6 separate regions of the Sus scrofa genome follow, and all the other regions are linked to region 1. The links are chromatin contacts, called in public Hi-C, HiChIP or PLAC-seq and promoter capture Hi-C maps. All regions are on one chromosome and are shown on one strand. Each heading gives the region's core, a stretch centred on a gene start, on an enhancer-like site or on the middle of the called end of the contact. The rest is flanking DNA. Distances are from core to core; before and after follow the strand shown.

Region 1 (5,068 bases), core at 888-3,387:
TAACTTCAAAATTTGGCTGAACAGAGCTATAGCAACATCACCATTTTATTCTTTCTCTGCATCTAAAGTGAAAAAAAAATCAGTATATTACACTGAAATTCCAATTAGAAACTCAGACAGCACCACTATATTTAAAAGCGCAGAAAAATCTATCCCTCAAAACACTTTATTGCCTCTATTCTCCAGCTTCCAAAGTTTCAGGTGTTACACTTTCAACAAATTGTTAACAGCATCCAAATTCCCCATCTTACAAAGTCCACACCATCGAAATCTTTTTCACTGTTTTAAAAAGAAATATCCTACCAAACCTCACCAACAACGTTGACATTTTTAACAAAGAGAATTCACATTAAGAGATAACCGCTTGGAAAGACTGCCTGTGTTTGAGAAAGTGCTATTATCTTGAGAGCCCAGAGAAACTGACTGGAGTAATAAGATGAATGGTGATTAGGGCAAGGAGCATCAAGTGGGAAATGCTAGCTAAAATCCCAGAGGGCAATACCTAGCTAGAGGTAAGAGCATCTCTTTCCAGGAGGCAGCTCCATTATTTCACGTAGGCAGTTCAAAGCATATAGAAAAACAAAACAATTAAAAACCCTGTAAATTTGGCCACTATGCTATTTATAGTATCATAAATGCCCAAGAGCTTTAGAGAACGTGGCTTCTGTCTCCCCGCCCCACTTGTTCTTCAAAATAGTTTTTGTCTTAAACGTATGTGTATTTAAAATGTAATCCTACAACCCAGCAGAGAGGCATTTTCTTTAATGTTTGCGTCGCTGGGTTTAGCTGTGGTTCCTAAGATATTCACGCTATTAAGTGGGATGTTTTATGTTAGGCAACATAAACACGCATTTCCTACTTCCGTGGATACACGTTTCCCTGAAAGCCATGCACCTGGGGAGGCAGCCCTATTCCGACTCTGAGGCTTTCAACTCTAAGGAGTTATGACTGCACTCACAGCAGAACCACATGGTCACTTCAATGAGAAAGATCCGCTGGCCCCAGGCGCCCCCCTTCAGCCCTCGGCATCTCCAGAAAGGGCAGAGGAGAGCGCTGCTGAGAAAAGGCGACGAGGAAGGACTGACGACAGAGGTGACACTTCCCCACACGACCTAAGGCCATTGCCAGCAAGGGGCACTTGGGAGACGCAGAGGGTGCCCCACCAGCGACCGATCTCAGAGCGCAGCCCTGCGCACCCACTCGAGGAGGACGCGGCGCGGCCACCCGGCTAGTCCTCCGGGGCGAGAGCGGCGCCCGCCTGCCCGCGACCCCGTATGCGGACTCGGCAAGCGACCGCCGCACGCAGTGTAAACAGTCGGCGCCCGCCGCCTCCCCGCCACAGGCTGGATGGGGGGAGGGCCGTCGCGCTCGCGCGGACCCACATTTTTGCGCCTCTGTCACGCGCGTGAGGAAAAGCGACGAGGGTGAAGGGGAGGGAAGTCGCGGCAGCCGTCCGCCGAAAGGGCCGGTGGCGTGCGCGCGAGTGCGCGGCGGGGAGGGCTGCCCCGGCGCCCGCCGCTCACGCCCGCGCCCCGCGCCCGCTTACCTGCCGGGGTCGCTCCGAAGATTCGCACCACCGGCACCTTCTTGACAGGGGCCTGGGTGAGGGGGCATTGGCAGATATCCAGCCCCTGCAGCGGGCTGGCCATGTAGTAGTCGGCAGTCACGATCCTCACTGAGAACATGTTCGCCGCCGCCGCCGCCGCCACCGCCTTCTCTTCACTAGCGACCTGGCAGCGGCGGCTCCTTCCGCAGCGGCGGCCCCACAGCAACGGTGGCGGCGGCGCCCCCTCCCCTCCGCGGCTCGGCCCCCTCCTCTCACACTCCGACAACGCGAGCAGCGGCGGCGGGCGGGGCTGTGTGGCAAGGCGGCCGCCTCCTCAGGAGCACCCGGCGAGGGGCGACAGGAGAGAAGCCCTCACGCTTTCGTCGGTGCTGCTGCTGGTGCTGCCACCACTGCCGCCGCCGCCGGGAATCACACGGGCTCCTCGGTCCCAGGCTGCAGCTCTTGTTGCCATGATGATGATGTCACGGACGCAACCACTGGGGGAGGGGAGAAGGGGGTTGAGTGTGTGGCGAAGGGAGGGCTGTGAGTAGTTGGGGGAGGGGACGCGGCGGGAAAGGGAGGGAGCTGGGCGGGCGCCCGACCGGGACACCCAGGCGGGGGTCGAGAAGGTGGTTTCTCCCCCGCCCTCGGGCAAGCGGCGAGGGAGGAGGCTGCCGTCAAGCTGGGTTCGCGACCGGCTGGGGGGATCGATGACTCGGCCGGTGGGCACGGCCACCTGGGTGAGGGGCCGCGGAGGAGGGGGGGGGGCGGAGCGCCGATGTCATGGATGGGCTCCGAGGGCCTGGCGGGAGGGGGGCGCCAGTGTTCAGGGCCGTTTTGGTGGCGAGGAGGGATTGGCCTGAGCCGCAGTGCTCGCGCTCGCCTCGCCGACCGCCATTTCACATCCTGCAGAGAAGGCGGGGGCAGCCGCGGAAACAGCTTTTTACAAGGTAAGAGAACCCGCCCGCGGGGGGGGCGGGGAGACAAGGCGCAGATCTCGTGCCGCCGCGGCCTCGCGGGAGGGTGAGCGGCTGACACCAACAGCCCTTCTCAGGTAGCGCGGCAGACCCGCGCGTGGCCCGGGGGCGGTGCGAGGGGCGGGCGCCTGAGCGCGGGCTGCGGCCTATAAAAGGGCCGCCCCGGCGCTCCCTCCCGGACGTACGGCGCGAGCCGCCGCGCCCCCTCCTTCGTGGTGCTGCAGTGTCTGCGCCCAGCAGCTTAATGAGATTTATTCACGTTCGGCTATGTTCGGCTTTGCCAGGGGTTGGCAGATCCAGTGCACAGGGATTTCCCACCACGGTGTTTTTCTCCCGCCCCTTTCCTTTCTTCTCGCCTTAGTATCCCCCGCCTAGTTTCCTCCCCGGGGCCGGTAGGCTGCGTCCTGGGCGCGCGCCTGAACATGTACGGACTTGTCATTTCCCGGTGACCTCCCTCCTCCTCTCCCTCTCCTCTCTTCCCCGGCGGAATGTAGGATTAAGAACCTTTCAGCGAAATCTTCGGCCAGGGAAAAAGCCCCTGAAAGTCACTGCGTCAGATGTGGGCTCACAATGTTATTCATTAACAGTTGGTGTGAGGTTTTACTACCCTAAGGCATAAAAGCAAAAGGGAGCGGGCGGGGAAGAACCGTTAGACAAAACAACTTTATCCAGAAAGGAGGGGGGCTAGGGGTGCAGTTGTGAAATCCAGAAAAAAAGGGTAGGAGCAGATGGGGCTGGGTTGGCCATTTTATTGGAACCGTTGGCGTTTTGTCTGACTTGATCCCTAATATTGGGTGTGACCTTGGACAAATAAATTGGTTTCTTGGGGCCTCAGTTTCTTCATCTGTGAAACGAGAGTTCCTCTTAAAAATCCACAAATCTTCCCAACAAAAAGATTTAAGCAGTAGGAGACAGAACCGTGGTTTCAAGTTTGAAATATACCACTTAATTACGACCTTTGACAGTTATATTCAGTTTACCCAAATTAGAGATTCTTTCACGCATGTTATTATATAGGTGTATTTTAATGATTACTAGGTTGCCTTGTATTTGAACTGGTGTGAGAGATCCTTATTTGGAACCATCGTGGGTCTTAAAAGGCTCAAAGACACAGATCACTGGTAAGCTGTCTATAAATTCCATAACGTATAATGCTAATAAGAATTTATGCTTCAAGGGATTTGAGACTGATTACCACAGAGAATTAGCCTGCAGTTTTCAACCTGAGAGCATGATTGTAAACATAGGTGGCAAGATTTCCACTAATATACAGGAAATTACCTAATAATATCTTAAGAGGCAAAATCTTTTAAGTTGATTTAAGTTTTAGAAGCCTATGCAAGTGACTTAAAAATAGGACTACCATGCTAAATGCATTTTTCGGTAAATATTTTGTACAAGCTGGATGTCAGATGCACAATACTGGTGATTCTCACAGTATTCTATGCCACTAGTGTGTTGGTTAAAATTTGATATTTTGGCCTTTACTAAATCACATTTTGGGGGATTGGGGCTTGGAACTTGGTACTGTTAGCAACCCCACCCACCACTCTCATGATTCTTAATATAAAATTGAGATTCTCTGTACTATATTATAATCAAGGGCATCCATAATATGTATATTATTCCTAGCTAGAAAAAGGTAAAAGTAGGAGTTCCTGTTATGGCTCAGCCGGTTAAGGACTCGATATTGTCTCAGAGAATATTGGTTTGATTCCTGGCCTGGCTTAGTTGGTTAAGGATCTGGAGTTGCCCCCAAGCTGCCTCAGCTGCAACTCCAATTCAACCCCTAGCCCTGGAATTTACATGTGCAGCAGGTCTGGCTGTAAAAAGAATAGAAGGGGAAAACCAAAAAAGTATCAAATTCACAATTAGCTATTTCTAGAAAAGAGTTTCTTTCTTCCTACCTCCTGAATCAACATAATTTAAGAAAAGGCCGTGGCAACTACCACTCAAATTCTTCTAGAACTCTCAAGAAAAAATGTTCATTCTTGAAGAAAAACATTTGCAGCATGAAATCAGGATAATGTGTCCATTGCATGTAATCAAATTTCAGTTAATGCTCAAGTTGAAAACCTGACAATACTTCTCTAATTAGTCACTATCAAATGTGTTTGATAAATATATTCTCCTGAGGTAAGAAAGAGCTCTGGAATTTTGAGACAGAGAATGAAAACTTAAACTGTTATTTACTAGGTAAATGAGTTGGGACAGATAACTGAATTTGGAGGGGTTGTTTCCTCATAATGGATAGTAATTCCTGTTTTAACTTCTCAGGGATATTATAAGGCTCAAGTGAGATAATGTATGTGAAAGTATCAAAATGTTGACATCCAGAAGTTTAACTCATCTAAAAATAGTAAAATCATTTGGAACTCTTATCTATATATATGAGAAATGCTAAAATTGAACTCTGTACTCCATAACCTTAAGGCATCTTTTTGTTGTTGTTACCACTGCGGTAGCTTCTATTTGCCAGTTGATTTAAGAGTGAGAAACAAAACAGACATGGTTCATGCCCTTAGAATTTCATGGTCTAGCATCA
Region 2 (5,068 bases), core at 755-3,254, 230 kb after region 1:
AAATACATGCACTTGTCAGTACACCATCTAAGAACATATGCGGAAGTTTTTTTTTCTTTAAACATTGCATATGTTTAAGGAAATTGCTTTGCAGCCATTATCTTCATTTTAATACAGTAATGCTTACTGCTTGGAAATTCCACTAGATGGAGACATTTCATCATAAAGAATAACAATACCTATCATCTCCAGCCTTTCTCTTCCTTTCTTTCTCTCTTTCACACCCACAATACCCTCCCGCCCCTACACTCACACCTGGGTATTCTCCAAAAGAGTGAAGAAATATTAAATGCTTGCAGTAGAGACTAATTTTTTTTTTAATTGCAAGATAACCTTCACTGAGTTAGTTCTAACTGATTTAAATGAAAAAAAAAAAGATGGAAATGTCATCTGAGGCAGGAAGCCAACACATTTTGCTGCAGGTTGGGACAAGCCCAGCCTTATTCAGGTGATCTGGTATTAATCAAGCTATTTCCATTTCAAATCTATCTCATTTTGGTCTCAGCAGAGATGAGAATCCAACTACCAGATCATTTTAAAGTCATGTATTAGGAATTCATGATTTTCTCTTAAGTGACTCCATTAATCTCACAAGGGTTTTCAGTTACTCATGAGAGAGATAAAATCCTTCTTTCTTTTTCAAGGCCATCTAGGGTCACTTTCTCCATCAAAGGAGATATGAGGTGACAAGGACACAATGTATTATGTAGTAAGGCTCACATGCTGTGCCCAGATAGGCTGGAATGGACTTGAGACATAAAAAAAAAAAAAAAAAAAAAAAAAAGTCTTTGAGCAAATGAATAAATCTCTTTTTAAGACCCTAGGAAGCTAATTCAAATAAATAGGTGATTTCTGCACAAACTATTCACCTTGATTTAGGAAAATAGGATCTTTACTACATTACTTTTCCTTGTTTGAGTTATTGTAGGTAATTGGTATTATTAAAGCTGCATTTTTCTTTTTTCCCCCCTCTTTTTAGGGTGGCACCTGTGGCATATGGAAATTCTCAGGCTAGGGGTCGAATTAGAGCTGCAGCTGCTGGCCTATGCCACAGCCACACCATATCCTTCACCCACTGAGCAAGGTCAGGGATCAAACCGGAGTCCTCACGGACACCATGCTGGGTTCTTAACTCACTGAGCCACAGTGGAAACACCTAAAGCTGCATTTCTTTAAAGAGTTCTTACAGTTCAGCTATTTCATTAATTCAGGGTTGATGAGATTTTAACTCATCTTGCTCGGATTCAAATATACAATTTACGCACATATAGTTTGTGAATAGTTTCTCTAACTCTTATCTGGCCCTGGTTTAGAACAGCTTTTAAGTTTGCCTAAGAGCTTCCCCTGTTGTTCTAATTTAAAGACTTATCAAAATTAAAAGTCTCTTTCCAATCCCCAGCATTGCTCAGAGGGCTCATGGTCCCAGGAGCTGGGAGCCCAGAGCCCTGATGGAGCCAGGAAGTGGCATTTGCCAACAGAAGTCAGCCTTGATCTATGGAGCTATGGAGCATTATCATTATAAATGCTGAATTCTTTCTAACTTTGGTCACTGCTCATCTTACTCTCAGAGAGCATATCCATAACAATTTGAAAAATGCTTTGATGGGCTCTAAACCAGATTTCTTCTTATCATGATGAAAAGAACTTAAAGGAGTTGCTAGCCTAGGCAATGAGCAGTACTCCACTCTGTGTAAAGTGTTTACTGTATTTTAGAGCTGCTGTTTCTAGGTGGTACATCCCTGGCCGTGAAATGAGAAAATAGGGAATAAAACAGATGAAGGTACCTATTCAAAAATGGGTCAAGTTCAAGGATGTGCAAATACCCTGTACTAAGCACCTACACTAGGTCAGCGAAGGAGGCCCACCCCCCCTTGGTGAGGAGAGTGCTGGGCACAGGCGCACACGCGGATCACGTGTCATGCTGCCATGCGAAACACAAAGGCTGGTCCTTGAGTTCTGCCTCTAGACTGGGAAAGGAGTGGGAGGACACACACTGGGAGATGTGGCAGCTGCCCCAGGGAGATCACAGCCCTGTCCCTCCCTCTCTTTCAAGCGATGAGAGCCAGGGCCCCAGAGAGGCTGGGGGAGGGGGAGGGAGACGCCTGCCATCTGGTTCTGTCCTCTCGCTTTGTTTTTCCTGCCTCATTTTCTCTTCCCTGTTATTACCCTTGACTTCAGGATACTGTGTTTGTTACAAAAACCTTATTCCCCTGCACCCCTCCCCAATAACCTTGGAAAAGGGTATTTAAATGGCATGTAAGATGAGAAATTCCACTGGCAAGAGAGAAGACTATTAGACGGGGAAAAAAACCCCTTTGTAATATTTTCTTTTAAGAGAACAGGGTCAGAAGTTCAAAAGCCTTCTGTAAACATTACAGGCCAGGCATGCAAATCACAAAATATAGATTGAGATAGATCAGCTCTTCCTTGAGTGTTTCTCCACAGCTGCAACTGGAAGCCATTCAAGATCCTATCCACATTAACGGAGGAAGAAATCGCAAGTTTGATTTGGGCGAGGACTGGCTCTCCAAGTGCCCTACAACCGATGTGGGGATCCACCCGCCCTATGGGGAAAACCTAAGAAGAACTGTGTACGGGAATGCCTACTATTCTTTAATTCTCACCTTTTAGAAATTACAGATTGATTGAAAGTTCTAACCATCCTTGGCATTTAGGAAATATTGTATAAAATGGGGAGAGGTAGGGAGGGTTATTTCAGATTTCAAAGTTAGTAGACTGACAAGAAGCATTCATCTGAGCATCAGATTAACAGTAAGGAATCATCAATCAGAAGAGATCAAATCCCCCCCCCATCCCTTCAAAACTTCATGCAACACAAATGGCTCAGCCCCTCTAGCAGGGACCTTTCCCACACTGACCCTGACGCTGCCCTTGGGATGGATACCGGCCCAATGCACCGGGGCAGATCCCTAACCTGAGCCTCTGGCTCCTCATCTGTCAAACAATGACTGAGACACGTCTCAGACAGTCGTTGTGAAGAATAAACGAGAACATTTGTAACTTAGCACATGGCTGGCACATAAGGAGCCTTCAATAAAGGGCAACTGTTTACTATTTTTAAAAAATGCCTCTGGCTAGAGAAGGAGGGCTTGGGGGCGGGAGCAGGTAATTCTTTTTGATCTGGGTATGTGTTGCACAGGAATGTTTGGTTTGTGAGTATTCTGCAAATAGTACACACTTTAATGAAATTGCAGTAAAATAAGTACAATGCACGACTTGAACCATTTTCAAGCTGAGTGGCATTATTCTTATTCAAGTATCACCACGTACATTTTTGATCCGTGTACTTGACCACATGTCTTTAAAGTAAAAAGTTAAAAAAAAAAAAAAAAACTACCCACTCTCCTGCTAATGATGACAATAAAGATTTCAAAAATAACCCTGTAACTATGGAAATGGTGCCTTCTGATGTCTGGAAGTCACTGGCCTCTTATGGGAAGGGGGGAGGCCGTTCTTGCCTCTGAAAGGTGGTCCTGAGAATCAGGGGCGTCCCAGAGAAGGGGTGGGTTTTCCCAAGAGGCAGTTGTCAGGGCCTGAGGAAGTTCCCTGTTCCAAGGACCGCTCTTCTTCCTAGGTGAGTGGGCTGCCTCTTGCCTGCCCTCACGCGTGCTCTCAGGGAAACTGAGAAAGCCAGGTTTCCCGCCCTTCAGAAATCCAATTTGCTTAGAGAGCAGAGGGCAGTGTAGCCAGCACCCAGGTGGTGTCCTTCCCCAGCCACTGGGGGGCGCTCAGGAGGAAAACGTGAGGTGTAGGGAGAGGGTCTGTCTTGCAGACAAGGGACACCTCCATTTTCTTCAAGCCTGGGTTTTTCTGGAGGGCCCCCGACCCCGTGCACACATAGTGGTGTGCACAGCTGGTAGGTGTCTTCGCCTAACAGACAGTATTTAAAAACCATAGGGAAATCTGACCCATATTTACTCTCCCTAAAGGAAGCATTATATGCAGGATTTGGAAAGTGAGTGATTCTCAGCCTGGACATTTCCCCACTGCCTGCTGCACTGATGATGCCTGCACTGTGGTCATTCTCAAGCGGGCAAAACTGCTTTTCCTTCTAACTTACAAAGATTTCGGTCACTTGCAAAATTTCATTATGGCAAAATGCCTCCATAGGCTTCACTGACTTGGCAGTTTTGAAAAAGGAACTTGGTGCTAGCCTTCCGTGAAGTTAGGCCAACAGGTGAACTTAGAAGAAAAGCTACAGGCACAGAGAGGGTGCTGTGGCTAGGCAAGCCTGTGGCAATCACCTGAAACTGTAGCTTTATAGAGGGTGATGCAGGTGCTTTCACAACCTTTAAACCAAAACCAAAACCATCCACTCTGCTTCCATGACAGCTTCCAAAAAGCTGCCCGGATGCACAGCACCGTAAAGTATAGCACTAGTTCATCAACTTTTCTTCCCTCAAGTTAACTGCTAAGAATTAATGAATTAAGTGTTCAATTCGTCAGTTCATTAATTCTCAGCAATTTAAGATTAGATTCGGAAATCTGAAATGCTACGATCAAGTGTCCTAGAATTTCAGAGATCTAATTTTAGTGAGTGCTAACACAAGAACTGTTTCCCACTCTGAGAGGCCGTGCATGCTTTCCCGACCCTCTTCAAACTTACGAGCTGTTCAGTATTTGAAATTTTTCTCCTTTGTGAAAACTCAGGTCATCTTCCGTCCGGGCTTCATAATCGTAAAGGGCCACAAACAGCGTCACTCCTGACAAAAGCAAAAGCAAAAGCAAAAGGGGAGAGGTTATTACACCAGGGGAAATTAATTCCAAGAAATTAAATCTTCGCTAAAAGCTCCTTTGCCGAATTTACATCTAATCAGCACTGATAACATGAGGCAGTGTTGTAATGAATGTGTGAAACCAGAGTCCCGGGGCTGGGTTTATGCCTTGGTCTTTGCAGGGGAAGCGTATGTGATCCAACTAAAGCCTGGAGTTGAGGCTTTAGTCTCTGTACACTTGGGTGAGTCCTCGGGAAGAGACAGACGTCAATATCATGGCCACGCCCGAGGAGCAGCAGCCACATGGTAGTTGAGATTTACAGAGCTAGGCA
Region 3 (5,068 bases), core at 1,454-3,953, 210 kb after region 1:
ACCTCAGCTTCCTTGGTCTCGCCAGGCTGCCTTAGCAACTTAGAGGGAAGTACACCACCAGTAAATAACATGGTAGCTGTGTAGTCTACCTTTAAAGATACGGCCACGAAACCTTCTGGGGGGTATAGGCCTGCCCTAAGACCAACAATTCCTCTCCCAGGAAAACACCCAAAAGAGAGGAGGATGTGCCCACCACTGCAGCTTAATTCATAAAGAACCCCAGTAAGAAGTACCAGTAGAATGGATGCATAGACCTATTTGTACAATGGAACATTACTCAGTAAAGAAAAGGAAAGATCTATTGTTACCTGCGGCAACATGGATGAATTTTGTGAAGTGAACAGAAAGAAGCTAGACACAAAAGAGTGATACTGTATGGTGTTTTATAGGAAGTGATTACAGGAAAAATGAATGCCTGGTGATAGAGGGAATGCAGCGGCTCCCTCTGGGAGTGGTTACTGGCTGGAAGGGGGTGCAGAGCTCTTTTAGGGGCTGGCAGTGTTTGTAGCTTCATCTGTGGATGGTTTCAGGAGCATAAATGTAAAAATTCACTGAGTCATACCCTTCATATTTATTAATTTTACTGTATGTATATTATGGTTCAAAAAAAAAAAAAAAGTATCCACATGGCTCAGCGGAAACAGATCTGACTAGCATCCATGAGGACGTGAGATCAATCCCTGGCCTCGCTCAGTGGGCTAAGGATCTGGCACTGCCTTGAGCTGTGGCATAGGTCACAGACGAGGCTCGGATCCAGCATTGCTGTGACTGTGGTGCAGGCCAGCAACCGCAGCTCTGATTTGACCCCTAGCCTGGGAACTTCCATATGCCATGGGTGGAGGCTTAAAAAAAAAAAGTTAAAAAAAAAAAAAGTATCCACAAAACCAAGTCATTATGATACATAAGCCAGTTCTTGCTGAGCTTGTTAGGTGGAAATCAACATTAGTCATCACTATGTGTATATGTATGACTGGGTCACTCTGTCGTACAGCAGAAATGATCACAGCCTAGTAAATTAACTATACTTCAATGAAACTTAAAAACAAAACAAAAGAAACATTAGCACTGAGTTTCCTAAAAGCACATGAAGAAAGTGTGTCAAGAATTCTCCCCCTGTCTGTGTGAGCTCTGGAGGAACCATGGCTGGAGGGCTGAGAGGCTTGGAAAGCAAGGCCTGGTGACAGCCACCCTGGTGAGTGGCCCAGGGGACAGCGTCGGACGTATGAGGATGATGGGACACCAGATCCTGTGATGCCTGCACTGCCTCTGGGGTGAAGGTGCAGGGTTGGGGAGGGAGGGGGCTGTGACCAGACCTCAGGGGAGGGTGCAGGCAGGGTGGGGTTGGGAGGGAGACGGCTGAGGGGTGGCGACATGGCAGGGAAGGCTGGGAGGCGAGGCCCCCCTGGCAGAGAGGCTAGGGGAGGACACACCTCTCTAGGCATGGACACCAAGCTCAGACTCACTGGCACGACAACCTCAAGCTCCACAAACTCCAAGCCGAACTCACCCTCGTTCTTCCTGACCTTCTTCCCTACTTGTTCCCGCTGCTGGCAACTTCATCCTTGCCATTACTCACATCTGACCGCCCAGGAATTAGCTTTGATCCCTCTCTCCCCTTCCCGAATGGTGTGTGAGCCTCTCCATGTGTCTACAGCACATGCTCTCATCTGTTTATTCCTCAAGAACTTGGTCTGTCCGGGACGTAACGCTCAGAGTCCTTTTTGTTAATTGCTATGCCCTGGGCAACATGCTGAACAACTTACACGTATTGTTTCACTTAATCTTTGCAAAAATTAAAGCACAAAGCAGGTAAGATATATTTCCACTTTATAGATAAGCAAGCTGAGGTGCAGAAAAATTACGTAACATGCCCAAGGCCCTGGAGCTGGCAGGTGGCAGGGCTGGGTTTCAAATCCGGTTCGGTCTGGCTTCATGCTTACTGCCTGCCCCTGGACAGACTTGGGCTTCTTTCTCCCTGAGGCTCCTAGCAAAGCTCTTGCACTTGGAAAGGCACTCAGTTCATGTTGCTTTACTTAGAGATCCTGACTGAACATAGTGGAACAAAGGGTTCACGACTAAAGAAGATCTAGCCGCTGTCACAGGGGGACAGGCAGAGGTAACAGAGAATGAGCGATACCCCTAAACAATTTCTTGCGGCCTCCAGAATGCAGCTGGTGGAGGACCACCCTCCTGGGCTCTGAGCCTGGTCTGTACCTTCTCCCTGATGAAAGGCTGCCGCTTACAGTCCAGTGGGGCCAGGAGCCGGAGGAAGAAAAGACCACAGAATTCCAGTTCTGCTTTTCCTCTGGGATGTGTCAGCTCATCCCAGAGGAAAAGGGAAGAGAAGAAAAAAAGAATTTTAAGAGGAAAGAGTGGCGTATTCTAGTTCTAGCCGGGTGGCGGGGGGTGGGGGTGGGGGGTGGGCGCAGGCAGACAAAGGATATTTCATTGTGTTCTTGGATAGGAGACTCACAACTGTGTTGAGAAACAACTGTCACTCACAGTCCTAAAATACCTGTGATAGGCACACACTTCTGAACACTGCCCACACTTCCACAATCAAGATGTGGCCTGGCTGCGGCCTGTGGGGAACATAAAACCTGATGTGCAAATATTTTCAGGCACATGGAGCAGCTGTCTGGAGGAGATGATGAATCCCCTGCAGAAAATTCGGCACGAAGCACACGTGCCATCTGCAGAGGACACTGGCAGATACACTCCACGCCCTGCCTGCCTCATAAAGTGGCCTAGGAAGGGCAGACACTCGGGAGGAATTGTGTAAACAGCCAGGCTGTCCCAGAGCTGGAAAATGCATTCTTCCAACTCCCTCACACATGCACCTCAGAAGGTGCCCCTTAAAAGCTTTCCCATAAAATAGCAGGGAAAAGGAACTGATGACTAATCGCCTCCATTTTTATCTTCTGTTCTTTTAATCATTGTCTTGATGAAAAGCAGTCAGCATAGCTTAAGAGGGCAGATGCACGGGGCCAGCCACACTTGGATTCAAATCCTGCCTTGGCCATTTTCTTAGCTGTGTGATTTTATACAACTTACTTAACCCCTCTGAACCCGTTTCTATTTTTCCCGCTCTACTCCTTGCATGTGCCTGCTTGGGCCTGGCCCTGGGTAGGTATTCTACGAATACCCCAGCTCCCCCTTTTCCTCCCCTGCAGCATTTCCTTTATTCTCCTTGCAAATCCTAGGTCCCCAGTCTTTGGTTTCATCCCCTAAGTTCAGTTTTCCAGTCCATTTACTTCTCCTTACTTATCTCCTTCCAGTGTTTAGCATGGATCTGAAGATACTTGCAAAAGGGAAGAGAAGAAAAAAAGAATTTTAAGAGGAAAGAGTGGTGTACTCTAGTTGGCAATGAAAGGAAGGAAACATAGTACAAAGGGTGTGAGGTGGATCTCTTGAAAAACATTTGGGCAGGTGACAGTAGAGGAAGCCACCAGAAAGGCAGTCAGGACAGCTCACAGTGAGGAGGCAGGGCTGGGTGGCCAGGGCTGAAGGGTGGCTGCTTGGGCCCTGCTCCATGGCAGCAGCGTGCAGTGAGGGGACAGCAGTGATGGGCTCCTGACATGCCTTCCCCTGCACAGCATTGCCCAGGGCACCTGGCTCTGTAAACTAAACACCAAGCTCTGTCAGCAGCACCCCGGCCAGCATGCTCTGGCTCCTGGCCCTGTGACCTTCTCATTTACGGATGGTTCAAGGCTGTGAACCACAGATCCCATAGATCCAGAGCCTGGGAGAAGGGGAGAGGCTGATCCTGAACCACTCCCTCTGGCACCAGAACCCCACTCACATCCGACAGAACGCCGACACGTCCCTCTCCATTGCCAGCTCCTTCCTAAATCATATATTCATGTCTTGTGCCCTTCACGCACTCTTCTGTCCTTCTGGGTCCGTGAGCTGGGGTCTGACAGGTCTGCCTCAGGGTAAACTCTCTCATCAGGGCCAGGTCTCAGACCTGGGGGCACATCAGGCCCTCTCAACTCATCTTGACTCCAAATCATGCCCACATTCCTCTCCGGATGGCCAGTGCCAATCACAGCTGCCTGCATGCCTTTGATTAGTGATATGGCTGCCATCTGGCCCTGTACTGGCATGCGTGTGTGTGTGTGTGTGTGTGTGTGTGGTGTGTGTGTGTGATGCATGGGCATGCTCACTGTGTGGGCATTTGGCTCCAGGACAAGAACTGCCACGTGCTGGGGAAATTCAAATAGCCGAGCTGTCTGACTGACGTGTAATTTAGCATTTGGACAGTATCTGTGCGAGGCAGGGTCTTAGTTTAGCGTTTTTCCTCATCATTTGAGACTGCTGAGGAGGATAAAAGCAGGAGAGAACTGGCATGAAATGAAAGAGTTAAAAAAGAAGGAAAGAAAGAAGAATTCCAGAAATCACCACTATAGCATCCAGTAGAAAGCACTACCCAGTCTGTCCTGGTGACTGCTTAGCCTTGCTCAGAACGGCTAGGCTTTGGTTAAGGACAACAGTGAAGGAGACCTCCTTCCTTAGATGTGAGCCCTATATTCTCCATGAGAAACCTACATTTGATTGCGAACTGCATACTTAATTCCACACATTTACCCTTTGATCACTTTCTGAGGTTCTGAGAAGAAAGCAAATAGCCTTGGGAATTCCCTCCCTGGTACCTAGTGCTCCAGACACTCCTGAAAAGCTGTCCTGGTGGACTGGCTGCTGCTTTGGGATGTATTTTGTCTAGAGCCTAATTTCTACAGATGTTTGGAGGGGGTGGGTTGGGAGTGGATGATTAAATGAAGTGGAGCTTTCAAGGGACTATGCTGTTATCTTCTATCCTCCCTGTGGATCCCCGTTCTACTCATCTTCTCCCCACTCTGGACCCATGTAGACTTGTCAACGGGCTACCGTGACTTCTGGCTCTAGCCCGGTTTTGCAGGAAATGTGGAGGAGGGCTGAACGGTGAGCTCAGGTGCCTGTTCACCAGATCCACCCCAGCTGCCGTCTCCTCTCCACCAAAGGCGGGATCTCTGCACAACTGCTCCCTCTTAGTCCTGGTGCTGTCCCCAGCCCTGGGGTGCGGCATCAC
Region 4 (5,068 bases), core at 1,913-4,412, 190 kb after region 1:
AGTAAAGGCTGTAGGGTTTGCAGGTTGCACATCTTTCCTTTATTTATTTTTTTAACAACTCTAACAATGTATCAAACCAAAACGGGGTGGGAGCTGGATTTGGCCCACAAGCTGCAGTCTGCCAACCCATGTCCTATATCCTGTATGTGGTGGTGAGACTGTCAAAACTCACTGAATTCTTAAAACTGTTGAATTCTGTTATATGTAAATGATACTTCCATTAAACTGACAAAATATATATATATATATATGAAGACAAAAAAAAAAATCCATGGAATGAAAAGGAAACTGTCCTTTGTTTATAAGCTCTATTGATGAACTTCCTCAATTGGCTGTCCTCGCGCCTGGGGAAGCTCTGGCGCCCCACCAGCCACAATCTGACATCACGTGACCATGCTAGGCACCGTCCAGCCCCTCGACCCCCAAGTGCCCCGAGGTTTGCTGACTCTGATGGGGAGACAGGGTGTCTGTGTTTACAGATGACCTTGGACAGGCCATCTGTCATTGGAGACCTTTGTGACCTCTGGGGGGTGGGGTGGGGTGGGGGGCTGTCCGATGCTGAAACCTCAGGCTGCATGGAGCTACCAGGAGACATTCTGGGAGACTGCTAACCCCTGAGAGGTGCAGCCTCTCTGCACGCTGGCCTTCTTGACAGAACAGGAAATACCATGCTCAGGGGGAGCCGGAGGCCCTGGCCCTTTCCCCAATCACTGTCAGGCGCTCTTTTCTGGTTTCCCTTCCATTTGGGGGGCCATGTCTTGTTCTGCCATCACCTGCCAAGCCCTTGTCTGTTTCGGCTGCTCCCTGGCCCTGACTGAGTCTACCCTCTAGAATCCTCTCCAACTTCTGACCCAGTTAATTTATAAAATCAGGAACCTGAGTCCCAACCATTCAGAAACCCAGGTTTTTTCCCCCTTGCTCTCAGGAATATAATCAGCAGGACACAGCGCAGGCATGTGGCAGCCTCTTTAATTCTGGATGATAGTGGCCACCCACTGGCTAGAACCCTGCAGGACTGGCCACAGCAGCTGGGCTCAGATCACAACCCTGTCCCATGGGTAGGGGACACTCAGACTTTGGGATCTGTTGCCATCTCTCTTTGTTCTGTTGCTGCTTTTGGAGCTGGGTTTATCTGGGCTCCTGGGGCTGTCAGCCACATGCTTATCCAAAACCTTTTTAGGATGCTTTCTTATTCTCTGCCACCATACTTCCTGGAGGGGATAAAGTCCATGGATTATTCCTGCTGGGCTGAGGAAGGCTTTCAATGTAATTATCCTAATATAACCTTGCTCACATTTCAGAGTGACCCTTATTTTAGTGAGAGGTTCGGTGAGTGAGTCTGGGTCCCCCGCCTCTGTGCCCTCCCTGACTTTACCGGGGGTTCTCTTCAGTTGGATGTTTGGTCAGCTCTGTGGCTAACTGCCTTACACCCTCCTCCAACTACTGAAAACTCAAATGACAACCAGATGGGGCAGCGATCCAGAAGCAAGGGGAGAAGGGAGGGCTGCCAGGAGAGCATCCCACAGCGCTCTGGACAAATAGGGGCAGGGATGAGCATTTCCTTATCTGCAATTCCCCAATCCAACAACCTCTGCAAACCAAAAGTTCTGGGAACTCATCTCATTTGGCCATAAAATTTGACCGGGTATGAGGCTGTTGACTGTTTTTATTTCTTCATACGTATCGTTGCAGAAGTAAGAATGTGTTTGAACAGAGTGCAGTCCCAGACTCTCCTAGGGTGTTATATAAATTATGGTCTATTTTTTTTTTTTCATTTCCTTAAAGAAATGGACATCCTTAAAAAAAAATTCTGTATGGGCTTCCTTAAAAGAAAAAATTCTGACTCTGAAGCACATTCAGTCCCAAGGGCTGTGGCTGGGCAGCCGTGGCACAAGGGACAGCAGCCACCACATTCCAGCGGCCCGGAAAGGTTAGGAAGAGAGCATAAGCATGTCTCAGGACTGGCACTGTCCAAAGCATTTGCGTTGTATTTCAGCACAGCCCTTGGTTTCATAATATCTCAGAACCACACAGCCCAAACCTGCAGAAATCCCCTTATCCCCCGCCCTGCGAGGATCGAAGGGAAGATCTGACCCTCAGGTCTGACAGGTACTTATAACCTGCACCCCCCACCCCATGCCTTTTAATGCTCTCTTCTGGCCCAGGGACCGTCCAAAACGACACCCCGGAGTTTCCTGAGTCATTCTCCTCTTGCTCTGTGGTGCTTCTGTCAATAACTGTTTCGTGTTATGACAAAACGAACTGCTCAACTGGAAAGATTTCACGTATTATTTTAAAACTCTTGATTCAGTCTCCACCAGTGGAAAGTTTAATTGGCTGCTTGGGTCAAGCCCATCTTTCCAGAGCTCTGCCTGAGCCTTGGCTGCAGCTGGTGCAGTAACTTGACCATCAACATGTAGCGTCTCCCGAGGCAGCCTGCTCCCGGGGCAGTTGTGACCAGGGGCGGAGCTGGACTCAGTCCTGCTGGGGGGTGGGGGGCTGTCAGCTCCCTGGATGCATCTGCTCTCCACCTCCTTTCTGCCTGCACCCTCTTCCTGCTCCTCCTCTCACCCCTCCAGGCAGGGGTGTGCCTGGGAACGCGCTTCCTTTTTTTTCCTCTCCTTCAGTGGAGAGAATGCCAGGAGAGAAACAGAAAAGACAGAAACTTTAAAATATGGTGTAGGGACAGGTTTCAGGGAAACTCTGCCAACGATGGTTCCTAGTGGCAGTGGCAACAGAGACCGTTTTGCAACAGGAGGATGGCCTCTATCCGCCAGTGGCATCTGACCGTGGGAAGAGTCATGGTCACAAAGCTTCCCAGGGCACGTTGCCTGGTTCCCAACCTCCCCATCAGAGAAAAGGCGCAGGGCTTGGCGGCCAGAGAGGAGACTCGCTAGCTGTTTTCAGGCCAGCCCTGTCCTCCTCTGTCCCCACTGCCGTGGCTGCTGACCCTCTTGCTCTCTCGCTGGGGTGGGTCAGGAAAACGGGGCCTTTCCATGGGTCACTCTCCTAGGACACAGTCCAGTGGTATCAGTTCACAGAAAACCTGCGTCATCTGCTGTGCTGGGGTTCGATCTCAAATTCCTCTTCCCGGGATCTTCCTGTCACCCTGCAGTCAGGCTTTCCCACGTGGTTGCTGGCAGCACCATTTCTAGCCGGTCTGCCCCAAACCCTGCAGCTGAGATTCTCCTGCCAAGTGGACCGTATTCACTTCCTGCCATTATGACCCGATTATCCTTTCCAAATCATTTTGCTGGCTTCCTCTTGGTTTCTGAATTGAGGTCAGGTTTCCACTCTCACTTTCCAACCCTTCCTAGGTATGGTTGCCAGCAACGCCTACTTTCACATGTGTGTCTTCTTCCCCTTCTTTCTTTTTTTCCCTCCCTCTTTTTTTTTTTTTTTTTTTTTTTTTGCACTTTCCTATTCCTCTTCTTGAGCTACATATGAACTCAGGGGAACCTCCTTGATTTTCTTGCAGACTCTCCAAGGGAGAAAACAATTCATTTGCATTGGCCCCTTCATCACTTCTGAGTCTGTGCCTCTCAGTAGGTGCCTTGACTTCCGCTGGCCTCGGTGTCTTCTTTTGCCAACAAAACACCTCAACATCCACCGTGTTTTCTGCTGTCAGAAAAGAAGTCTTCTATGAACGGAAGGTGTTGGGCTTCATGGCTCTCGGTTTGTGCAGCTCCTTAATATGGATCTCTGAGGGGCCACCTCTGCACCATTAGGGATTTTTGCTGGTACCCGTTCAGGTCTGCATCTGGATTGGAATGAGGGGTTGCGAGAACCTGGATTTGCGTGCCAGGTGAATAATTAAGCATTTTGACAATGGGAGGGATGTTCATGTTCTCAGATATCCAGCTTTTGCAAAGCGAGCTTTCCGCTGAAAGGAAATTATACCCTATTGTGCATGAGGCTTTCCGTCAGAGGCTCCCCCTGGCTTCTCTGCATAAACCCTACAAAAAGCCCTCATGTTTACTTGTGTGCTGAGCGGTGCTGTGCGAGTGCTGAGTGCTGAGGGAGGAAGGAAGGGGAGCAAGTTAATGGTGCTTGCTCAGCATGAGCATGCTATCAGATCCTCATGTGCTCCCGTTATCTGACTGGGCAACAACTGGGACGCTTCAAGTTAGGCTGCGGTTATGAGATCAAAGTCCAGATTTTGGGCAGATAGATGCTGCTCAAAGAGAATTGCTGAAAACGAAGGCATGACTTTGAGAAGGCACAAAAATGACTAGTTTTGTTTCTCTTTCCTCATCTTAAGCAGATCGCCTCAGGACAGCTGTTTTTATTAAGCCCACGGTATTGATAAATACAGAAATGATGGCCACTCAGGTACCATAACACACGTACGTGGCTTATTTAAAGCTGACAGTACCAGTTCTTGAAGAGCTCCTTTGTCCCAGAAAAGGGGAAAGGGAAAGGGAGGGAGGGTGCCCCCTAGGAAGGCCATGGAAGCGCCCAGCCCAGCTGAGAGGGAAGAGCTGCAGAAGGCAGGACTCCCTGGCTGCCCTCCCTCCTCCTTCACCAGCACACTGGCCAAGAGAAACCTTGTAAGGGGAGGTGACAACGTGACTCCAGGGCATTACAGGCAGGATTCCTTCTGGAGAGAACACTGTGAGGAGAAGCCTGGGGACTGTGGATGGGGCAGAGGACAAAGCACCCTTGGCTGAGGTTACAGGGTTTTCCTGTGTCCCATTCTCCAGGCTGCAAAGTCCTAACCTCTTCCCACCCCCAAAAAACTCTGCTTTTGTGGGCATGCTGGGCACAGCGGGGGGAGAGAGGCGTGCAGGCGACAGTGACGGGCTGCTGAACACAGAGTCTACAGTTCAGGCTCCGTCTGAAGCATCTGGGTGGGGCAGAGGGAGGACAAAGGTGGAGGCTTCTAATTCTTTAAGGGAAGTGCTACAGATTCCCTAATTTATCTTCCTCCTCAAATCATTATCAAGTGACAAAATGCATTCATGAAAGTCAGGCAGCTGTCTCTGGTGAGATGATTTGAAAGCACTTCAAATGCATGAATAAATGTGATATGCTTAAGAGAATGTTCCTGCTTTGCCAGATCCTGCCA
Region 5 (5,068 bases), core at 1,800-4,299, 170 kb after region 1:
AACAGACCTGAACTTGACCTGAAGCCTGGAGCCAAGACCTGTAGTGGGCAACTGGGAGCTCTGAGCCTGGAGTCCTGCCAAGCCTAGCTGGGTTGTGGTTCCAGCTGTAGATTACACTGAGAAAACAACTACAACCACGACCACAACAAAACCTTGTTATTTTAAGCCAGTGGGTTTGGGGATAACGTCTATAAGTGCAGTGTTGTCATAGCCATAGTCAGCCAATAAGACCACTATGTTCTCAAAGTAGGGTCCTTAGACACCTGCATCCAAGTCAGTGGGGCACGTGTATAAAAACATGGATTCCAGGAAAATGATTATTCACGGATACTGATTAAATGGTTTGATGGGACAATTCAGCAGTATATATTAAACTCAAGACTGTATTAACATGAATAGCAAAGCAATTCCACTTCTAGATATTTCTCCAAGAGAAATCCTTGTTGATTTCCCAAAAAAGTACAAGGATGAAGGTGGTTTTGTAACACTGAAAATCTGGAAAAAAAAACAACCAGCCGTCAACAGAAATTTGGTTAAGTGACCAATGCCATTTTCATTCTATGGAATCTTACTCTAAGGACTTCTTGTCATGGTGCAGCAGAAAGGAATCTGACCAAGAACCATGAGGTTGGGGTTCAATCCCTGGTCTCGCTCAGTGGGTTAAGGATCCAGCATTGCTGTGAGCTGTGGTGTAGGTCACAGATGCAGCTTGGATCTGGCATTGCTGTGGCTCTGGCGTAGGCTGGCATCTATAGCTTTGATTGAACCTGTAACCTGGGAACTTCCACATGCCAAAGGTGTGGCCCAAACAAGCAAAAAAAAAAAAAAAAAAAAAAGGAAGAGGAAGAAAAAGAAAGTAACTCCATTACTTGGTGAAAAGTCAAGGTGTGGAACAGTATGTGCAGTGTGGTTTCATTCGTGTAAAGAAAAAGCCCCTGTTGGAGTTCCCACTGTGGCGCAGTGGAAACAAATCCAACTAGGAACCATGAGGTTTCAGGTTTGATCCCTGGCCTCGCTCAGTGGGTCAGGGATCCGACATTGCCGTGAGCTGTGGTGTAGCTTGCAGACACGGCTCGGATCCTGAGTTGATGTGGCTGTGGTGTAGGCCAGCAATTGTAGCTCTGATTCAACCTCTAGCCTGGGAACCTCCATATGCTGCCAGTGCGGCCATAAAAAGAAGAAGAAACAAAAAAGCCCCATCCATGTACCTGTGGTCCAAGAAGATTACAAGGATGCAAACCAAGATGATAAGTGATTACCTGTGGGACCACTTGGTGTCAGGAAGGGGTGAGGGGCACTGCTTTAGGTGAATGTTTATTGTTTTTACACCAAGAGGAGAATGTGCACATATATTACTTTTGCCATCAGAAAGAAGAATGTTGTGTATTAAAAAAAATGTGGATTTTCTGGGTCTCGCCCCAGGATCAGAAGAGTCCCGGAATCTGCATCTCATAGAAAATTTCAGACCCTGCTCTCTCAGTTGCCTGAGTCAGCTGTGAGCTTGCAAATGGGCAGCCAGTCAGGGCAAGAGCTGCTAACGTGACTAGGGAGGGCCAAAGATAGACTGTCGGATTGCCCCTGGGAGTTGGACGTGGAGGACAACTTGACCAGAGGGTTTCTCAGTGTTAAGAAGGCCAAATGGGCACCAAGTTCTAGAGTCATTCCGCTTCTGGAGAAAGTTTCCTCTTGCTAAAATCCCCTCTGCACATCATTTTCTCTCCCACCTGGTCCCATCCCACCTCCGGAGAAGCATAGCTGAACTTCCGAAGAGTAAGGGGAGGTTACTTGAGATAGTTTCTTTTATCAAAAGAGGGCATAAGGACCGAGGCAGGGCATCCTTCACTGCAGCCAGCCCAGGGACCAGACCCTGCACGTGGAGGCACCCTCATTATGAAAAGGACAAGGGGGCAGAATAAAGCCCATGGGAGTTTCAAATTTTTTAATTAATTAATTAATTAATTTTACCAGCTTCATCTATCAAGCCAGGTGTTTGCTCTAAAAACAGTGCCTGGTGGAGTTCCCGTTGTGGCTCAGTGGTTAACGAATCTGACTAGGAACCATGAGGTTGCGGGTTTGATTCCTAGCCTCGCTCAGTGGGTTAAGAATCCAGCATTGCTGTGAGCTGTGGTATAGGTTTCAGATGAGGCTTGGATCCTGAGTTGCTGTGGCTGTGGCTGTGGCGGGCAACTACAGCTCCAATCAGACCCCTAGCCTGGGAACCTCCATATGCCAAGGGTGCGGCCCTAGAAAAGACAAAAAAAAAAAAAAAAAAAAAAAAAAAGAAGAAAAAGAAAAAAACAGTGCCGTGCACTCTGTAAGTCTGTGATCTTCCAAGACTCTCACTAGAGGTCAGGTTCATTAAATCCAACAGGAAGGCATCTCTTTGAAGTTCTGGTCTTCAGGTCAGGCTGAGGCCTCACTTTGCAGCCCCAAAGCAAGTGGGAGAAGAGATGTGAGCCAGCATCTCACCTAGTGGGACAGGAGTCAGGTTATCCTGCTCCCCGAATCCCAGGCCAACCTCACGGCTCCCCCCATGAGACTGACCACAGGTCACTGTCCCCGTTGTGACCTGCTTTCCCAGGGGTCAATTCAGGCCAAGCCCAGCCAACATAGCTTGGTTGGCTTGTCCAAAATTTGAAGGTGAAGGCTCGTGGCTGAGGCTGCCCTGCTGCCCTACTGTGCCCTGGGCACTCCTGTCACCAGCCCCTTTGGTGTCCCTCCTTCCCAGCAGGGTCGCCCTCCTCCCTGAACTCAGGGGCAAGGGCTTGGCTCATCCCATGCCCTAGAACCTCAAGGCCAGCCTCTGGTCCAGAGGGAGGCTGAGCGGCCGAGCTAGGGGTGTGGTGGGGGGAGCATGTCCCAGGCTGAGCCCCAGGCAGAGGAGCAGCCAGCTCCACAGCTGCAGTCAAGATTCTGGTGGGGAAATATACGTTTGCCAAACGCAGCCAGCGTCTCAAGTGCCGCCTGCATGCACAGCTGCTTCCTATTCTCAACACGGGTCTGCAGGATCTTGAATCCGAGTGGACACGTGTCCACATGCAACACGGACACACCCTTTCCTGCTATGCTGGAGGCTGGGTGTGCCTGTAACTCAACTAAGGGCGGGGCTCTGCAGGTCCGCATCAACAATGCAAGTGGCTTCTAAGTCAGGCCTTCCCGATTTACTAGCCAGTTTCAGCAAGAGACACGGGTGCTTTCATGGCAGATAAGCACATCCCCTTGCAGTAAAGAGGCGACAGATTTTCCACCCGGCTGAAAGTTTCAGAAAGTTTTATATTCCAGCACCAAATCCAGTGTTATGGTTCCAATCAGTTCAGGAAATAAAATGTCTACAATTTATTTGGGTCTGCAAGACTCAGAACTCCTGGCCAAAAATGTGCCCTTTGATCTTTATCCCTTTAATCTGAAGCATTCTTGAAACGCGTTGCCATTTTAACGAACAATGCCTTATACTGGCAGAATACTCTGTGGTGAAGAAACTCGGATCGTGTTTTAGGTTTCGCAAGCCTTGGAGTAAGTTCAGTGTCACATCAGAGGGCCTGCCATGTGCCAAGTTTCTACCAGCAGGGAGCACAGAGGCAAGGAGGGGACCCAGAGAGAAGGAGGCCCTGGGGAAACCAGAGCCGGTGCACGGAGCCCTTAGGAGGAGCCACCACTTAGGATGAGGGATCAGAGAGGGCTTCAGGAGGGAGGAGAGGTTTGAGTTGGGCCTCCAAGGATGCACAGACTGTTAAGAAGAGAAGAGAGGCAAAGGAGCATTCCAGGCAAGGGGGAAAGATGGGAGCAGCGGAGAGTATGCTTGAGGAGTTGTGGTCAGTTCAGTAGAGCCAGGATGTATGTGTGGGGGGGGGGCGATGGCAGAGGGGACAGGCAGTACAGCTGGACTGCAGGAGCCTAACCTCCCTGGCACTGGCTCAAGGGACCAAATGGTATCTGCAAGAGTTGGGGATTCTCACAGAAGTGGCGCTCAGGAAGTAGAGTTGGACCAGCAGACACAAGAGCTGGATGGCCACTGTTCCCAGCCACTCTCCCTCTGGTGGGCTATGGTCTCTGGCCACTACTTCTCTCTGCAGACTGTGCCCTCTGCTCTGCCATGGACCATCGCTTCTCCTGATTCAACCTAACCTATGGGCCAAGCATCTGTCCCCAGAACCTCTTGATTCTTGGTCCCAACTCAAGGGAGACAATTCCATGAGCTAGTGGCAAGTCAGTGGGTTGGTTGCCCCTATCAGGCATCTGTCCTCCCCACCCCAAACCCCCAGTATCATCAGCTGTGTTGGTGTGAGGGAGGGTCACACATGGTAAAAACCTGACCTTCAATAGTGGGGTGTGGGGGGAAGTTTAAAGAAAGAGGTGTGGGCTGGGCAGCCCTCCAAACGTGTCTCTTCTACTAGAGGGGGTCATGGGAGCCATCGTGTGTTTTGACTAGAACAACACAACCATGGCTGAGCATCTGGATTTTTCTCCACCATACAAGGACAGACTGAAGATAAAGGGGAGGTGCCCACATGGATCAAATGTCTTCCATGAACCAAGCACTGTGCCAGATGCTGCATGCCTATTCCCTGATTTCATTTTGTCAAAAGCCCATTTTACTTGTGAGGAGACGGAAGCTAAGAGGCTTGGAGATGTGAAGTGTACTTGCTCCAAGTCACACAGTTAGGAATGGAAGAATTGTGATTTGAACCTAAAATGGGCCAGATTTGAAAATGCTTTCCACCACACCAGGCAGGCAATCAGCCAGGACAACCTCTAGATGCTGCTGCAGCTGCCTCACCTACCTGGGTCCACACTGAATCCAGCAGCTCCTGCCTACTTCTAGCTCCTCCTCCCTTGCCTTTCATCTCCGTTAATGCTACCACCATCTACCCAGTCCCCCAGCCCACATCTCTCTAAATCTCAGATTCCTTCTCTATAAAACAGAGCTGATGATCGTATATTCCAAAGCTGGTTGTGAGAACGAAATGAGATAGTCTTCATGGAGGGCTAGGAGCTGAGCTTGGAGCTTGGCACTTGATTGCATGTGGGGACAAGAGGAGCCTGGCCTGGAGTTTTATTTGTCTAATGG
Region 6 (5,068 bases), core at 1,725-4,224, 160 kb after region 1:
CGGCGGTCTCACTGAGGGGACCGCCCTTGACAAGATCCTGTTTCCGTGTGAGGTGGTTCCAAGTTCCCATTCCCAGGCCCGCCCCTCCTCCGCATCGTCCCCTAGAGACTTGTGTCAGGCTGGTTCCTCATCGTGAAGAGAATATAGCTCTAAAGTAAAATGGCCCCCATGTCACCCAGCTCCCTGAAAGCCTCAGAGCTGTGTCACAGGCTGTGCATTCTGCTGAAACCTGTCTCCAAGAGAAGGCCTCTGTTTCTGGCTTGCGAGAACATTCGCTAACATTCTGCCCACATGTGAAGCTGGCGAGTATCGCCTCGCCTCGCGTGGTTTGGTTCTTCTGAGCAAGGGTGTGGTATTCCCAGGACAGCCTGGAAAGCCCCAAGGCTCCCTGCCGTTTGCAACAGCCCTTTCCTTGCATATCTACTCCCGGGGGGATTTCTGACTGGCCTCACAGCCACCCCTCACTCGGAAGTCCTGCTCCCACTCAACCTCCCCCAACTTCGGGAAGCCCCTCCCCCACCTGTCTGTCCTTCCCATTTGCTCAAAGGGCCACAGCCACAACTCCACTGCCCCTAACAGATTTTAGCTGAAAGTTGAGGGACGATAGAGGGAAGATGCAGCCCAGAGCAAACCAAGTAAGCAATTTAAAATCAGCTATGAGGCGGGAGTTCCCGTTGTGGCTCAGTGGGTTATGAACCCGACTAGTATCCATGAGGATATGGTTTTGATCCCTGGCCTCGCTCAGTGGGTTGAAGAGCCAGCGTTGCCGTGAGTTGTGGTGTAGGTCTCAGATGCGGCTCGGATCCCACGTGGCTGTGGCTGTGGTGTAGGCAGGTAGCTGTGACTCTGATTCAGCCCCTAGCCTGGGAGCTTCCATATGTTGCAGGCATAGCCCTAAACAGCAAAAAAAAAAAAAAAAAAAAAAAGTAAAATAAAATAAAATCAACTATAAGGCATTCTAATTTCACTGGTGAAAATCTCATTGGTCCCCTTAGGGCCCCCAGACTATGGTGGTACAGACCTTGGCCACCTTCTCTCCATAAACATCTCTCTCTCCTTTCAGGGCCCTAGATTCCTATCTTGGCACCATCCAGGGAAGACAATATTCTTGCTACTTTATCAGGCCAATACCACCTAGTTTCTTTTCTTGGTGGTAACGTTCTCATTCCTGAGCACTGAAAGGGAGCTCACCTTTCACAGCCAAACATGTCCTAGCAAGGTCGTTCCATAAGCAGCCATCCACGACTAAGATCAATACCATTCCCTAAGTGGCAAAAGAGACCATCATTTATCTTTGGTAATGATTTTTTTTTCTTTCGGTTACATGAGAAATTTGAAGAATTACAATAAAATAGGAAACTGTTTGCTGATGCCTCAAAAAGTTAAATATAGAATTTCTATGTAATCCAGCAATTCTGCTTCTGGATATAAAACCAGAAGAACAGATATCTGTTCACCCATGTTCAGCGCAGCACTATTCATAGTCGTAAAAAGGGGGAAAGAGCCCAAATGCCCTGGTGGGTGAATGGATACACAAAATGCAGTGAATCCATAAAATGGAATATTATTCAGCCTTAAACAGGAATGAGGTACTGATACACGTTACCACACAGATGCACCTGGAAACATTACCCTAAGTGAAGAAAGCCAGACACAAAAGAACAAATATTACATGACTGCTCTTCTATGAGATGCCTAGAGAGGTCAGGTTCATAGAAGAGAAAATAGAATAGAGGTTTACCAGGGACTGGGGGAGGGGAGAATGAGGTACTATTGTTAAGTGGGTGCAGTGTTTTTCTGTTTGGGATGATGAAAAAATTCTGGTAAATTTTATGTTAGGTGTATTTTACTACAATTAAAAACAAAAAACAACAACAAAAAAAACCCAAACAAATGCGGAGTCTCGGCTCCTTCATCTTCCACAGCCTCAGGCCAAGCCTTTCTCATACAAGGCCCTGAGGAGTGCCAAAGGGGATAGGTGAGGGCTGAGGGCAGGGAGAGCTGGTTACTGCAGCACAGAGACAGGAGGGGCTGTTTTGCAGATTCTGCTTCTCTTCAGGACTCAGCATCAACGCTTGGCTCACAGGTAAGCCTTCCTTCTAAAGATCCCAAATGTTTTGCTGTTTTCTGTTTTCACCTGTCTTTTGATTGGGTTGAAGCCAGCTCCCTCCCTGGGATTAATATTCACAACAAGCAGCAAGCGATTAATTGAACTGGTTGAAATTTATTGTGCACTCATCTTTACTCCAAGCCAGCTTCTGCTGGGTGTTTATTTTTCATCACTGATGCATTGCACACGCACACGACAGCCCCTAAGCATCTGAATTTAAAGCACATTGTGTGCAGAATTCCTGCTGCCCCTCTTCCTCTGGCCCACCCCCCTGAAATCCACAGAGCCCTGAGTTCCACCCCCATCGTGGAGAAGGGAATTCTTGACTGCTGGCCTCTGGGAACATTTGGGAGCCTTGAGACAGATTAAGATTTGGATTTCATGCCTGGCGCAGGGAGCTGGTGACTCATTTCATTTCAGGGGGCTTCGAGTCAATGCATTCTAACTCTAACGTACAAGCATATCCTACACTACCACCAGCTGTCGCAAGAAACAAGCAGTCTGAGCCTGCGCTCTCGGCTGCTCCATCCTCGCTCAGGGTTGCTCATGGGCCACCGGGCATTGGGGAGCTTCTCCACCCCAAGCCCTCTTCTCCTGCCTCACCCCACCTTCTCCTGCCTCACCCACCCCACCCCTGCAAAGTGACTGTCTGGAGCAGGCTCTTCTGTGGGTGCCTAACAAGGCAGAACAAAGGCCCGCGTGCTCAGGGACTTCCATGTGGAGTGTACAACAATTTCAGAGCACAAATGGAAAAAGAAAAAAAAAAATAAGAAGAAAAGAAAAAAGAAGGGTTGAAAGCTCTAGCTGGCTTTTATCAAACCAGGACTTGTAGCTCTCAGCTGACAATCAGCCAGCAGCTAAAACCCCCAAGGGACAGTTCTTCCTCGCAGCTTGTGTCTGGCTATTAGCTACCAGCAGCCTTCTGACCCTTTTTTCAGGAAAGTAACAGCTGGCAGCTGACAAAGGCGCTGGCAGAGTGGGCAACTTTTGCTGCTCTGGAAACAGATAGAAGATTGGCAGGAAATAAGGCATTTAAAATATGAGGATGATCAAGATTTTTCACTTGCTTTTCTTTATTATGCTTTTGGATTCTGGCTCTGATTACTAAAATGTATTATGTGCTAAGGAGCTTTGATGGCTTTTTTCTTTACTTTCTTTTTTTTTTTTGCAAAGCAGATACATACCCCAGCTCTTTCCCTATGGCTGATGCCAACCCAGATAAAGGTGCCTTTCACGAGTGTTGTCTCCTTAGCTGTCTTTAAAACAACTGTCAATAAACCAAGATGATCAGCTAATGGCCAGGAGCATAAAGGAGCTTAAACGTGGGGCACACGATGGATTAAATCCCTGCTTTAGCGTCTCTGAGCCTGTCAGGCAGGGCCTTCTTGGGTGTTTGTCGCCGTTGAGGAGAAGTGAAATTGGGATAACATGAGGTATAGCTGGATTCACTAGCAGTGGGTTGGATCAATTTAGCTTCATTTCTCGCTTCCATGTACCACCCAGCCCTCCATTTTTCTGTCCGACAGGGTAGAGGGGGAGGATATACAGCAGGAGGCCCCAACTGAGGATGAGTGATTATGAGAGGGGACAGCCACCCTTGGAAGAGTGTAATTACACAGAGTGGGGATTTGACACTTTAGCCACTTCAGCTCTGGTTCCTTTGCCTGTGTCCCCCTTCACAGGGCATGGCACTTCGGGGTTGTGGCCCAGACACTCTTTGCTATTGCTGTTTTTATCCTGGTAATAATATTACCATCTGCTATCATAACAGTTGACTTAATGTGGAAAATTTTAATTGAGACGTAGAGGCTCAATGTACTGCTTGTCCAAAGAGCACCAGATGGGTGAGGACAAAAAGTCTGGGTTCTGAAGGCAAGTGGCCAAGAGAGAAATATCTAGAAGGTCAAAAGAACTAGACTGATGGAAGAAGTATGTTTCCATTACAGGCTTAAATGATACACATATACATGCATTTTTGACTTGGTAAGCAGAGAATTTTCAGAACACTGAATTCTATTTCTTATGGTCTTGCCTAAGAAAAAACTGAATCAACATTGAGAGGAAGCTTATTTTTCAAGATGGCAGGCTGCACAAATGAGTTTCTATCTGCTCCCTTCCACAGGACCATCAGAATGCTAACGAGGGAATATGAAAAAGGTATAAATCACAACATAAAGAGAACTGAGGAGGAGGAATCAATGGATGGTGGGAGAAGGTAAGGCAGAGGATAGTTGGTTTTCTAAATAGGTCTTCTGTACCATTTGTTTTTTAAATTGTGTAGATATATTACTTTATTATTATCATTATTTTTTGTCTTTTTCTCTTTTCAGGACCACACCTACGGCATATGGAGGTTCCCAGGCTAGGAGTCCAATCGGAGCTATAGCTGCTAGCCTACACCACAGCCACAGCAATGCCAGATCCGAGCCGTGTCTGCGACCTACACCACAGCCCAAGGCAATGCCGGATCCTTAACCCACTGAGCGAGGCCAGGGATCGAACCCGCAACCTCATGGTTCCTAGTTGGATTCGTTTCCGCTGTGCCACTACGGGAACTCCTAGATACATTACTTTAAAAAAAATTTTTCTTTTTTTATGTTGGAAGGGAGCTTGTTGTTGCCTTGTTCCGACTCCTGCCTTTAATCAAGACCACACTCACACCATCCTAAAGACAGGAGCTGCCATCCTATTTTTAACAACCCCCAGAGAAAGACAATGCCAGCCTCTCTATAACTGAGCCATGTCTTTGTCTGACAATCCTCATGGTTTTGATTCACGTTTTCCTTGCAGCCTGAAGGTGGTAATGTCCTGTCTGAAGGAGCTAATGTATACCCAGGGAGTAGCCTGGCTCTGTTCAGTGAAATAAAATGTCCAGAATTGTCCCCTTTCTGTTTTATATGGCAACACACTTTTATGTATGATTAAGAAACAAAACAACAAAGGGGGGAACGTACTGAG

The links. Promoter capture Hi-C pulls out the DNA fragments that hold promoters and counts their contacts. Hi-C and Micro-C count contacts between places; a contact is called where the count stands out from the background. HiChIP or PLAC-seq counts read pairs in DNA pulled down with a chosen protein or histone mark.
Region 2: a promoter capture Hi-C map of fetal skeletal muscle shows a contact between it and region 1, with 4 times the contacts expected there. The contact joins the enhancer-like site here to the promoter of REV3L in region 1. A contact is called at or near these places in 3 of 5 promoter capture datasets (fetal skeletal muscle and liver), 5 of 47 Hi-C or Micro-C datasets (embryonic fibroblasts, fetal skeletal muscle, heart right ventricle and 2 more) and 2 of 2 datasets of contacts at active chromatin or transcription factors (alveolar macrophages and skeletal muscle).
Region 3: a contact with region 1 is called in an H3K27ac HiChIP or PLAC-seq map of skeletal muscle. The contact joins the enhancer-like site here to the promoter of REV3L in region 1. A contact is called at or near these places in 2 of 5 promoter capture datasets (both in liver), 13 of 47 Hi-C or Micro-C datasets (alveolar macrophages, embryonic fibroblasts, fetal heart ventricle and 8 more) and 2 of 2 datasets of contacts at active chromatin or transcription factors (alveolar macrophages and skeletal muscle).
Region 4: a Hi-C map of skeletal muscle shows a contact between it and region 1, with 6 times the contacts expected there. The contact joins the enhancer-like site here to the promoter of REV3L in region 1. A contact is called at or near these places in 3 of 5 promoter capture datasets (fetal skeletal muscle, liver and skeletal muscle), 13 of 47 Hi-C or Micro-C datasets (embryonic fibroblasts, epiblast stem cells, fetal skeletal muscle and 7 more) and 2 of 2 datasets of contacts at active chromatin or transcription factors (alveolar macrophages and skeletal muscle).
Region 5: an H3K27ac HiChIP or PLAC-seq map of skeletal muscle shows a contact between it and region 1. The contact joins the enhancer-like site here to the promoter of REV3L in region 1. A contact is called at or near these places in 2 of 5 promoter capture datasets (fetal skeletal muscle and liver), 4 of 47 Hi-C or Micro-C datasets (liver, skeletal muscle and subcutaneous adipose tissue) and 2 of 2 datasets of contacts at active chromatin or transcription factors (alveolar macrophages and skeletal muscle).
Region 6: an H3K27ac HiChIP or PLAC-seq map of skeletal muscle shows a contact between it and region 1. The contact joins the enhancer-like site here to the promoter of REV3L in region 1. A contact is called at or near these places in 7 of 47 Hi-C or Micro-C datasets (alveolar macrophages, embryonic fibroblasts, epiblast stem cells and 4 more) and 2 of 2 datasets of contacts at active chromatin or transcription factors (alveolar macrophages and skeletal muscle).

Annotation. Positions count from the first base shown.
Region 1 is chr1:77,398,414-77,403,481 of Sscrofa11.1, forward strand. It overlaps REV3L (DNA polymerase zeta catalytic subunit), which reads right to left and starts at 2,138. Exons shown (of 33, transcript XM_021091241.1): 1 at 1,547-2,138. It overlaps LOC102167874, which reads left to right and starts at 1,684. Exons shown (of 5, transcript XM_021084615.1): 1 at 1,684-1,983; 2 at 2,124-2,286; 3 at 2,459-2,496. The coding sequence starts at 1,684. LOC110260596 (a long non-coding RNA gene) reads left to right here and starts at 2,505. Exons shown (of 2, transcript XR_002343829.1): 1 at 2,505-2,600; 2 at 3,562-5,068.
Region 2 is chr1:77,633,532-77,638,599 of Sscrofa11.1, forward strand. FYN (FYN proto-oncogene, Src family tyrosine kinase) reads right to left here. Exons shown (of 11, transcript NM_001080206.2): 2 at 4,628-4,724. Among named protein-coding and RNA genes, the nearest start is that of FYN, 6.3 kb to the right of the region's middle. Within about 2 kb of position 2,005, at least 22 of the 83 cell types and tissues checked have an H3K27ac peak or open chromatin away from gene starts, as enhancers often do. A contact at or near this core is called in fetal skeletal muscle and omental adipose tissue, where this site is marked.
Region 3 is chr1:77,611,303-77,616,370 of Sscrofa11.1, forward strand. All of the region lies in intron 9 of FYN (FYN proto-oncogene, Src family tyrosine kinase), which reads right to left. Among named protein-coding and RNA genes, the nearest start is that of FYN, 29 kb to the right of the region's middle. Within about 2 kb of position 2,704, at least 8 of the 83 cell types and tissues checked have an H3K27ac peak or open chromatin away from gene starts, as enhancers often do. A contact at or near this core is called in fetal skeletal muscle, omental adipose tissue and skeletal muscle, where this site is marked.
Region 4 is chr1:77,586,564-77,591,631 of Sscrofa11.1, forward strand. The region is part of intron 10 of FYN (FYN proto-oncogene, Src family tyrosine kinase); the gene reads right to left. Among named protein-coding and RNA genes, the nearest start is that of TRAF3IP2, 48 kb to the left of the region's middle. Within about 2 kb of position 3,163, at least 26 of the 83 cell types and tissues checked have an H3K27ac peak or open chromatin away from gene starts, as enhancers often do. A contact at or near this core is called in fetal skeletal muscle, liver, omental adipose tissue and 2 more, where this site is marked.
Region 5 is chr1:77,570,097-77,575,164 of Sscrofa11.1, forward strand. No RefSeq gene overlaps it. Among named protein-coding and RNA genes, the nearest start is that of TRAF3IP2, 31 kb to the left of the region's middle. Within about 2 kb of position 3,050, at least 13 of the 83 cell types and tissues checked have an H3K27ac peak or open chromatin away from gene starts, as enhancers often do. A contact at or near this core is called in alveolar macrophages and skeletal muscle, where this site is marked.
Region 6 is chr1:77,552,922-77,557,989 of Sscrofa11.1, forward strand. No RefSeq gene overlaps it. Among named protein-coding and RNA genes, the nearest start is that of TRAF3IP2, 14 kb to the left of the region's middle. Within about 2 kb of position 2,975, at least 4 of the 83 cell types and tissues checked have an H3K27ac peak or open chromatin away from gene starts, as enhancers often do. A contact at or near this core is called in skeletal muscle, where this site is marked.